Regions from separate parts of the Mus musculus genome. Here region 1 is linked to region 2. Evidence: chromatin contacts called from public HiChIP or PLAC-seq data. All regions are on one chromosome and are shown on one strand. Each heading gives the region's core, a stretch centred on a gene start, on an enhancer-like site or on the middle of the called end of the contact. The rest is flanking DNA. Distances are from core to core; before and after follow the strand shown. Region 1 holds the start of Papolb (poly (A) polymerase beta (testis specific)). Region 2 overlaps Ap5z1 (adaptor-related protein complex 5, zeta 1 subunit).

The links. HiChIP or PLAC-seq counts read pairs in DNA pulled down with a chosen protein or histone mark.
Region 1: an H3K27ac HiChIP or PLAC-seq map of embryonic stem cells shows a contact between it and region 2, with 11 read pairs. The contact joins the promoter of Papolb here to the enhancer-like site in region 2. A contact is called at or near these places in 18 of 39 promoter capture datasets (the 3T3-L1 cell line, 3T3-L1-derived adipocytes, the HPC-7 cell line and 11 more), 34 of 484 Hi-C or Micro-C datasets (8-cell embryo, CD8 T cells, LSK cells and 21 more), 16 of 115 datasets of contacts at active chromatin or transcription factors (a beta-TC-6 cell line, embryonic fibroblasts, embryonic forebrain and 5 more) and 3 of 9 other capture datasets (adipose tissue, embryonic stem cells and pancreatic islet).

What each region holds. Positions count from the first base shown.
Region 1 is chr5:142,528,276-142,532,878 of GRCm38.p6, reverse strand. Papolb (poly (A) polymerase beta (testis specific)) reads left to right here and starts at 2,803. Exons shown (of 1, transcript NM_019943.2): 1 at 2,803-4,603. The coding sequence starts at 2,993. All of the region lies in intron 2 of Radil (Ras association and DIL domains), which reads left to right.
Region 2 is chr5:142,475,729-142,480,613 of GRCm38.p6, reverse strand. It overlaps Ap5z1 (adaptor-related protein complex 5, zeta 1 subunit), which reads right to left. Exons shown (of 17, transcript NM_172725.2): 14 at 4,814-4,885; 15 at 3,788-3,920; 16 at 3,503-3,717; 17 at 1,899-3,398. The coding sequence ends at 3,128. Among named protein-coding and RNA genes, the nearest start is that of Ap5z1, 14 kb to the right of the region's middle. Within about 2 kb of position 1,628, at least 51 of the 459 cell types and tissues checked have an H3K27ac peak or open chromatin away from gene starts, as enhancers often do. A contact at or near this core is called in CD8 T cells, bone marrow-derived macrophages, embryonic stem cells and 4 more, where this site is marked.

The sequences.
Region 1 (4,603 bases), core at 1,554-4,053, 51 kb before region 2:
TAATCCCGTCTGCAAGTGTGCCCCCACTGGGCCCAGTTTTTATATGGGTTCCAGGGATTGAGCGCATGTAGCATCCTGGAGATGCCTACATAGCCACACTTCTCTGACTGACCCTTTCCCCGGAAGAAGCACAGGATCTCAACTAGTTATGAAAGTGTAATTTCTCTGGGAGGCATTTGTCAGTTTGGATGACTAAGAAGCTTAAACGTGGAGCTGGAGCACTGGCTCAGTGGTTGAAAGCACATGGCAATCTTCCAGAGGATCAGAGTCTGAGTCTCAGCACCTCTGTCGGAGCAACAGCTGCTGGGGTGAGTGTATACGCACTGACAAATACACAGACACATGCAAATAAAAATAAAACCATAAGAAAGGAATTTGAGCTTGACAGTGGACAAGAGAGACAGAGCCCATTGAAACCTTAGAAAGGCAAGAAGGTAGCACTGAGACCTGCCCTCCTTTCGGAGGAAGCTGGGCTCTCCAGAGGCTAGCATGTTGAGTACCTATCTGGCACATAGATAACAAGGAAAGTTATCTTTCTCCACCTGGGTTCTGGATGGTGAAAAATTTAAAAACTTTCTTGATAATTAAAAAGCACATTTTGTCCCACATGTATTTGGGTCTGGATTATAGTGGATAAAACATTAAAAGTCATACCAGGTGTGGCACACCTTTAATCCCAGGACTCAGGAGATAGAGGCAGGAGGATCTCTGTGAATTTGAGGCCAGCCTTGTCCACATATTGTGCTCTAGGACAACCAGAACTATACAGAGAGACCCTCTCTCAAAGAAGAAAAAGAAAAGCAAAAAGAAAAGAAAGAAGCCGGGCGTGGTGGTGCACGCCTTTAATCCCAGCACTCGGGAGGCAGGGGCAGTCGGATTTCTGAGTTCAAGGCCAGCCTAGTTTACAAAGTGAGTTCCAGGACAGCCAGGGCTATACAGAGAAACCCTGACTCAAAAAAAAAAAAAAAAAAAAAAAAGAAAAAAGAAAAGAAAGAAAAGAAATCACATACACAGCTTAGTACAAGAGCATCTAGCAAAACCAAAGGAAATCCTACCTGGATTTCCATATTCACCAGGCATGGGCATCCCAGTCCTCTCCACAAATGAGCTCATAACAAAAATCAGAGAACACAAAAGGGAAAAATGCCCAGAAATTCATGAAAGACAGCACACTACAGAATTAGACTCTCGGAGACATTACTGGCTACTGAATACTAATGAATGCTCACCATATTTGAAGAGATGGTAGGATGAAAACAGTGTATCACCTCCAAAATAGAGACAGATGTTTAAAAGAACAAGAGAATTATGCTGGTTAACTTTAACTGTCAACTTGTCACAATCTAGAATCAACTAGAAAGTTCTTTTTTTAAAAAAATGTTTTCGCCTTTAATCCCAGCACTCGGGAGGCAGAGGCAGGTGGATTTCTGAGTTCGAGCCCAGCCTGGTCTACAAAGTGAGTTCCAGGACAGCCAGGGCTATACAGAGAAACCCTGTCTTGAAAAAAAAAGGTTTTCCAAGTTTCCAAGTTTTAATTATGTGTAAGCATGTGCCATCAGAGGCCAGAGGTATCATAGGGAACCAATCTCCTATCCTGGAAAAGCAACAGTGGTGCCTTCTCCTCCTCCCATCCTTCTTCTGAGCCACCTTTCCAGCCCTGGGAAGAGATTCTTAATGAGGAATTACCTAGATCCAGTAGACTTGTGGGTGTGTCTGTAGGGGACTGTCCTGAGTGTTCATTTACACAGGAGATCCAGCCCATTGTGGGCATTCCCGTCCTTAGGCAAGGGACCCTGGACTGTATAAACAGGAGAAATAGATAGATGGATGACAGGAAGCAGGCATGGGTACATTTGTTCTCACTGCTCTTGACTGAGTGTGATGTGGCTAGATATCTTAAGTTCTTCTCACCTTCCCTGTAACTGACGGTAACCTGGAATTGTAAGCCAAATAAACCCTTTACCCCTAAGTTGTGTTTTCGTTTGTTTTTTTTTTTGTCAGCAACAGGAGTGAAACTGGAACAATTATGCTACCAGTAACACAAAGGTAAGTATTTAAAAGAATATGTAAGTTGGTTCTCTCAGTGGTAGTGTGTGAGGCGCTTGGATCCCAATACCACAAAAGCAAAGAGTGCACTTCAGTGGTGCTTCAACTGCACACTATATATAACTTAAGTGAGAATGGAGAAGTGGGAGATCTGGCGTCACCCAGGAACAAGCACAGATCTGGAGCACGGGAAGAATGGGAAGGTTTATCCTGTATCCAAACGAAGAGAACAAAGAGAATGTCGGGAAGAGCATATTCCAAGCATAGGCGTGGGAATCTTCTAGAGGCCACAAAATAAAAAGGACTTCTTGCTCTGATGCAGGAAATCCAGCGCGCCCTTGTAAATTGAGTATATTCACCTTGCACGCACGCACACAGCAGTGGAACTGTGGGATACTGAGAACAGAAATCTGAGTATGGGCTGGCAGAAGACGACGAAAGGGCCATAGTTTTGGCTTGATGGTAACTTCTCAGCAGGAGCCAGGGAAAGTAGAAGCCACCCCAAGAAGTGACACCAGGCCTGATGAGAGCACCACTGTCGCCCTGGGCCTAGCTGGAGCATCCTCTGGAACCTGCTTGGGGATAGAGGACAGTGCATTGTCCCTCAAGAGAGACTTCTCAGAACCGGGCAGGCCGGGCCGGGATGGAGCTCTTCCGGAAGCCTTCTAGCGCGAGAATTTCCTCCAATCTCGTGAGAGCGGCAGCGGCATCGGCCGGTGCGTGCGTGTGCCGTCGGTTCTGGAACGCGACCGCTGAGGAGCCCGGCGCCATGTTGGCCCGGAGGGATACCAGGGGAAGCGCTTGAGGCGGCGGGCTCGGAGCGGAGCGGGGGCCGACAGGGCCGGCCGGCAGGAGCCCGCCCCTCGCGCCTTCGGATCATGAGCCGAGCAGAGGCCGTCGAGGTCGCGGTGGCGGGGCAGGTGCCCTGGCGGCGCGGGAGCTAGAGATGATGCCATTTGCGGTGACCACCCAAGGAGCACAACAACCGGCTCCCGCCCCGAAGCAGTTCGGCATATCGTCCCCCATCAGCCTGGCCGCCCCCAAGGACACAGACCGCGAACTCACCCAGAAGCTGATCGAGACCCTCCAGCCCTTCGGGGTGTTTGAAGAGGAAGAGGAACTGCAGCGCAGGATTTTAATTTTGCAGAAATTAAATAATCTGGTGAAGGAATGGATCCGAGAAATCAGTGAAAGCAGGAATCTTCCACAAGCTGTAATTGAGAATGTTGGGGGGAAAATTTTTACGTTCGGCTCTTACCGATTAGGAGTACACACGAAAGGTGCAGATATCGATGCTTTGTGCGTTGCACCAAGACACGTGGATCGAAATGACTTTTTCACCTCCTTCTATGACAAATTGAAACTACAAGAGGAAGTAAAAGATTTAAGAGCTGTTGAGGAGGCCTTTGTGCCGGTTATCAAACTGTGTTTTGATGGAATAGAGATTGATATTTTGTTTGCAAGATTAGCATTGCAGACTATTCCAGAAGATTTGGACCTACGAGATGATAGTCTGCTTAAAAATTTAGATATTAGGTGCATAAGAAGCCTTAACGGTTGCCGGGTAACTGATGAGATTTTACATCTAGTACCAAACATTGACAGCTTCAGGTTAACACTGAGAGCCATCAAATTATGGGCCAAATGCCACAACATCTATTCCAATATATTGGGTTTCCTTGGAGGTGTTTCCTGGGCTATGCTAGTAGCAAGAACTTGCCAGCTTTACCCAAATGCAATAGCATCCACTCTTGTGCGAAAATTTTTCTTGGTGTTTTCTGAGTGGGAATGGCCAAATCCAGTGTTGTTAAAAGAACCAGAAGAACGAAATCTTAACTTGCCTGTATGGGACCCAAGAGTGAATCCTAGTGACAGGTACCATCTTATGCCTATAATTACACCAGCATACCCACAGCAGAACTCCACGTACAATGTGTCTGTTTCGACCAGGATGGTCATGATTGAGGAGTTTAAACAAGGACTTGCTATCACACATGAAATTCTGCTGAATAAGGCAGAATGGTCCAAACTTTTTGAAGCTCCAAGCTTTTTTCAAAAATACAAGCATTATATTGTACTTCTGGCAAGTGCGCCAACAGAGAAACAACATTTAGAGTGGGTGGGCTTGGTGGAATCAAAGATCCGAATCCTGGTTGGGAGCCTGGAAAAGAATGAGTTCATTACTCTGGCTCATGTGAATCCTCAGTCGTTTCCAGCACCAAAAGAAACTGCTGACAAGGAAGAATTTCGTACTATGTGGGTGATCGGGTTAGTGTTGAAGAAGCCAGAAAACTCTGAAATTCTCAGTATTGATCTCACCTATGATATTCAGTCTTTCACAGATACAGTGTACAGACAAGCAATAAATAGTAAGATGTTTGAGATGGATATGAAGATTGCTGCAATGCATCTAAGAAGGAAGGAACTTCATCAGCTACTTCCAAATCATGTTCTTCAGAAAAAGGAAACCCATTTAACAGAAAGTGTAAGGCTGACAGCTGTGACTGACAGCAGCCTTCTCTTGTCTATAGACAGTGAAAACAGCATGACTGCTCCT
Region 2 (4,885 bases), core at 379-2,878:
CAAGCCCACAGGTCCCAGTGCCGAGATGAGGAAGTAGATTCCAGCTCCTATCCCCAACCAAAGAAAAAAATCTGTTTCTCCAAGGGAGCCTCATTGGGTAAACAAACCCCACTTACAGGTAGGCCCCACACTCAGCAGCAGATGGCTAACAGACATCTCAAAACAGGGATGTTTTGAGATCTCATACTGCTTTGTTTGGGTCCCCTGCCCCCTTACTAGTCTTGTGTGTGTGTGTGTTTCTCATTTGTATGTTTCTCCTACTTTCTGAAAAGTATCCCCCCCCCATTTTATTCATTTTTTTAAATCCTTGTTCGTCTTTTCTATTTGCTTGCTTGTTTTCTTAAGAAAGATATGAAATTGGAAGGGCAGGGGGATGGGAGGATCTGGGAGGAGATGAGGGAGGGGAAACTCATCAGAATAAACTGTATGAAAGTAACTATTTTCATTCAAAACTAAAATTATTTTAAAAATATAAGATTGATGGGATGGATCACTGGGTAAGAGGACTTGCTGCAGAGCCCGACAACGTGAGAGCAACCCCTAGGGCAGAACAGACTCGAAATCTGTCCTTAGCTCCACGCATGCTCTGCCTTCCCAAGGAGAACATAAGGAAAAAAATCCAATTAGGTGGAGAGCAACTGAGGAAACCAACCACTCCGCACCAACCCCCAGCCTCTCCATTGCAGGCACACACACACACACACACACACACACATTCATACCACATATTAAAACCTTGGCATGTGTGCAAACGGGTTGTCAAGCATTCATATGAAAGGTGATTATAACAGCCGAGGAGGTGTAAAAGCTTCACCAACGTCACGGGGGCCTAGGAGCCTGGAGCCCAAGCCTCTAGCCAGACGAAGGTAGGAAGAGTGGCTGAATACCGTATGTGACCCTCTGAGGGGCCAGGGCAGCCCCTGCCATCTGAGTGGGCACTTGGCTTTGTCTGGTGCTCAACAAGAAGAGGGCAGTGTGTCTTCAAACACCTCTGCCCTTGTTCAAGCTGGCATGGCTTCATCAACTTTCTGTGCAGTGCTGGTGGAGCCATGTACCCTGTGACTGAAGGATGCCAAGGTTCTGGGCTGCAGAGATGGCTCAGTGGTTAGGATCACTAGGAGTTCTTCCTGAGGACCTGGGTTCAATTCCCAGCACATGGGGGCTCACAAGCTTGCGACTCCAGTTCCAGTGGGTCTGAGGCTCTCTGACCTCTGCATGCAAAACATGCGCATGGCGCGCTGACATGCATGCAGGCAAAAACACTCACTGAATAAAGCAAAAGGCTAATTTTTTTTTTAAGTCACTAATGACACTGTCCTTCCTGCCCTCACAGGAACAGATAGCACTCCCTGAACACATCTGTCCAGGCCCAGCTCGGGGAGGGAGTTTGGCCCGGGCCCAACAGGCCTAGTGGTAACAAGTAAAGCTCTCCCTGAACGTGAATCCGGACACGAGGCCCACGTGGGCTTTAGTAACCCCGTGGCCTCGATAGGTGCACCCCACTTAGCCGCACACCTCAGCCGGAGCCTAAATTCAACTTTTCCTGAGGGAACTCCAGCCCCAATACAGAGCCCAGAAACAAAGTGAAGGATGGAGTTGTGGGTGGGGCCAAAGGCGTGCGCATCAATAAACTGGTGCGGTGGCGCCATCTGGTGGCCATGTGCTGTCAGTGCCTGAGTAGTTCTGAAGAACTATCTGTCCAGGGCTCAGGAAAATTGCAAAAATTCTCAGCAGGCAGGAGCCTGCACCCTTGAGCACCATGAAACCTGGAAGCCTCTGTGCAGAACCACTGGAGCACATAAAAGTCCTCCAAGTCTAGCCTTCCATATCCTTAAGTTAGGAAGCAGCATAATTAGGCAAACACCACCTGCATGTGGACCCAGAAGACACCGCGCCCTCATGAATACACCTTGAGTTTTATTTAGCTTTTAAAATGTCTTATGTGACCAAGGCATGGCGTGCGTTCTGAGAGTTGGTTCTTGCTTTCCAGCTCGTTCTTCCACTGCTGTAGCAAGCCTTTGAGCTTTGAACTGCTGTCTTCACAGCTACATACACACCATGGTACGCAGCCTTACACATGAGATCCAGGGGTCAACCCTGGGTCATCAGGGGCATCTAGCAAGGCCTTTTATGTGCTGAGTCATCTTCTAGGCCCAATTTCTTTTGTAGCCCAGGCTGCATTTCAAGTTGTTACCTAGCCAAGGCTGACCTTGAACTTCTGACCTTTCTCGAACTTCACTCCACCTGCTGAGTGCTGGGATTGCAGTGTGCACCCCATGCCTGGGGTTACACTCAGGATTAAACTCAGGGCTTTGTGAGTTTCAGCTCCAGAGCATGTCATTTCTGTCACATCAAGGACACAGGAGCCAATCAGGGGACCCAGGTATTTCCCTCAACAGAGGGCAGGGTGGGAAGGCAGCAGCCCAGGCTCCCTGGCTCTCCAAGTCCAAGGAAGGCAGAGAGAGGGGCCTGGGCTGTACACAGCACTGGAAGATTTACTTGGTGGCAGGCACAATGGCTCAGTAGGTAAAGGCGCTTGTCACTGAGCCAGGCAACCAGCCAAGACCCACATGGCTGAGGAGAGAACCGAGTAGCAAAAGCTGTCTCCTGATCTCGTGTGCACTGTGGTGTGTGCAAGCACATACATGTAATATTAAAGAATTCTCTTTTGGTTTTTTGAGACAGGGTTTCTCTGTGTAGTCCTGGCTGTCCTGGAACTCACTCTGTAGACCAGGCTGGCCTTGAACTCAGAAATCCACCTGCCTCTACCTCCTGAGTGCTGAGATGAAAGGCATGTGCCACCACTGCTCAGCATAAATAATTCTTTAGTTTATTTTTCCTGCACTGCTCCCTGCCCCCAAATCCAGAAATGAGTAACAGCAGCAAGCAGACCAGGCCATTTCTGCTCGGCCTAGGAAGTAACACTCAGTCACCTACCGGCTGCTCAAGGCTGACTGGCCAGCCACAGAGACAAGGTGAGATGACTCATCCCCAGGGGCTGGTGATCCCATCCTGACAGTCATGTCCACCATGCCTCACGAGTCACCCACGCCTGCAGCTCAGCTCCAATACTGCTGACTGCCCAGGCTCTCACGCTGTAGCTACTGTTCAGGTGGTGACTGTCCCTTCAACCTGGCAGGAGGCCAGCCTCCTTCTCCACCAGCCGGCTGACCGTGCGCAGAGCCAGAGGCAGGGCCACGTTGGTGTCCCGGTGGTAGCGGGGCTGGCACACGCCTGCAGGAGGTGTGAACACAAACTGGGCCACACTGGGCATCTTTAGTAAGGTTAGCAGCTCTGAGGCCCGGGTCCGGATGGATTCCGCACCCTCTTCACTGTGCACAGAGCTGGTGGCTGGGTTCTGGGCCAGGGTTCGCATTTTTGACAGGAACAGTGACACCCTGGGAAAGAGAGGGTCTCAGGTCCTTAGCTGCCAAGAATCAATTCCCCAAGGCACCTAAATGGTTGCCCTCTATGGGTTTCTCTGTGCTTCCTAGCTGGGTACCTTGGGATCAGGTCTTGGCTCCGGGAGGCTAGTTTGGTCAGTGTGGTCATGAGTGCAGTGACCACCTCTGGAGGACAGCAGGGCAAGTCGGCTAAGGGGCGGGACTGGGTGACTTCAAACAGCAGGGCTTCCAGGGCTTCAAAGAACTTGTTGATCTGTTCCGCTGTGCACCTCTTGTCCCAAGTCACCGACAGGTACTCACCAATGGCCCACACCTAGGCCCAGAGCAGGGGTCAGCACGCATGGGGCTTGCTATTTGACGGGGGAAGGTGGCTGTGCACTTACCACACAAGTGAACACGCTGGCTCGGCTGTGGATGCTGCTCACGCTCCCCACGAACTCCAGGAGCTCTCGTGAAAGCTCCACCACCAGCGATGGCTTCAGCTTACACAGCACCAGGAGCTGGGAGCTCAGCACCCTGTGAGGAGAGCGGGAACGCTGGGCTGTGTACTCAGGGCAGGCCCAACCCCAGTCCACCCAATGGGAGCAGGGGAGCCAGAGCAGATGGCTGAGGTCAGAAAGGGAAAACTTGCCACCCATTAAGGAGCCTTTGACTCCAATGGGGACATGAATGCCTGAAATCCAGGCTAGTTGAGAGAATGAGGTAGGAGGAAGGCTGTGAGTTCTAGGATAGCCTGGGGTGGAGTGAGACCTACCACAAAACTGAGGAGTAGATGGCCTGCCAGGAAGGGGCTGGGGTGTGGCTCAGTGGTAGAGCCCCTGCCTAACATCCAGGTGGCCCTAGGTTTAATCCCCAGGATGGGTGTGTTTGTGTGTGAATAAACCCTCTAAAGCAGTGGCTCTCAACCTGTGGGTCACATATAAGATACCCTGCATATCAGATATTTATGCTATGATTCATAACAGCAGCAACATACAGCCATGAAGTAGCGGTGAAACAATGTTATGTATTACAGGGTCATAGCATTGGGAAGGCTGAGAACCACCTCAGTGGACAGGACCACGTGCAAGAGAGACATGAGCCAGCCCGAGAGGACACAAAGTATCGAGGAGGAGGAGGAAGAGGAGGCCACTAGGATGTGCTGATGGGAGGAGGAAGTGCAGGCTGCAGGGGAAGTGCAGGATGGAGGAGGAAATGCAGGCTGAAGAGGAACTGGCAGGATGGAGGAGGAGATGCAGGCTGCAGGGAGAACTGGCAGGATGGAGGAGGAGAGATGCAGGCTGCAGGCGGAACTGGCAGGATGGAGGGCCAGTGCTCAGGCCCCTAGCATGTGGGCAGGACAGGGGAGGCACAGGAAGTGGTCTGTGTGTGTCATGGGCACTGCGACCTTGCCAGGGCCGGGAGCCTACCCGTGCACACGGGCCTCATACTGAGGGACCGGGTAGAGGGAGTCACTTCTCTCCAGGAGCAGCAGTGCCAGC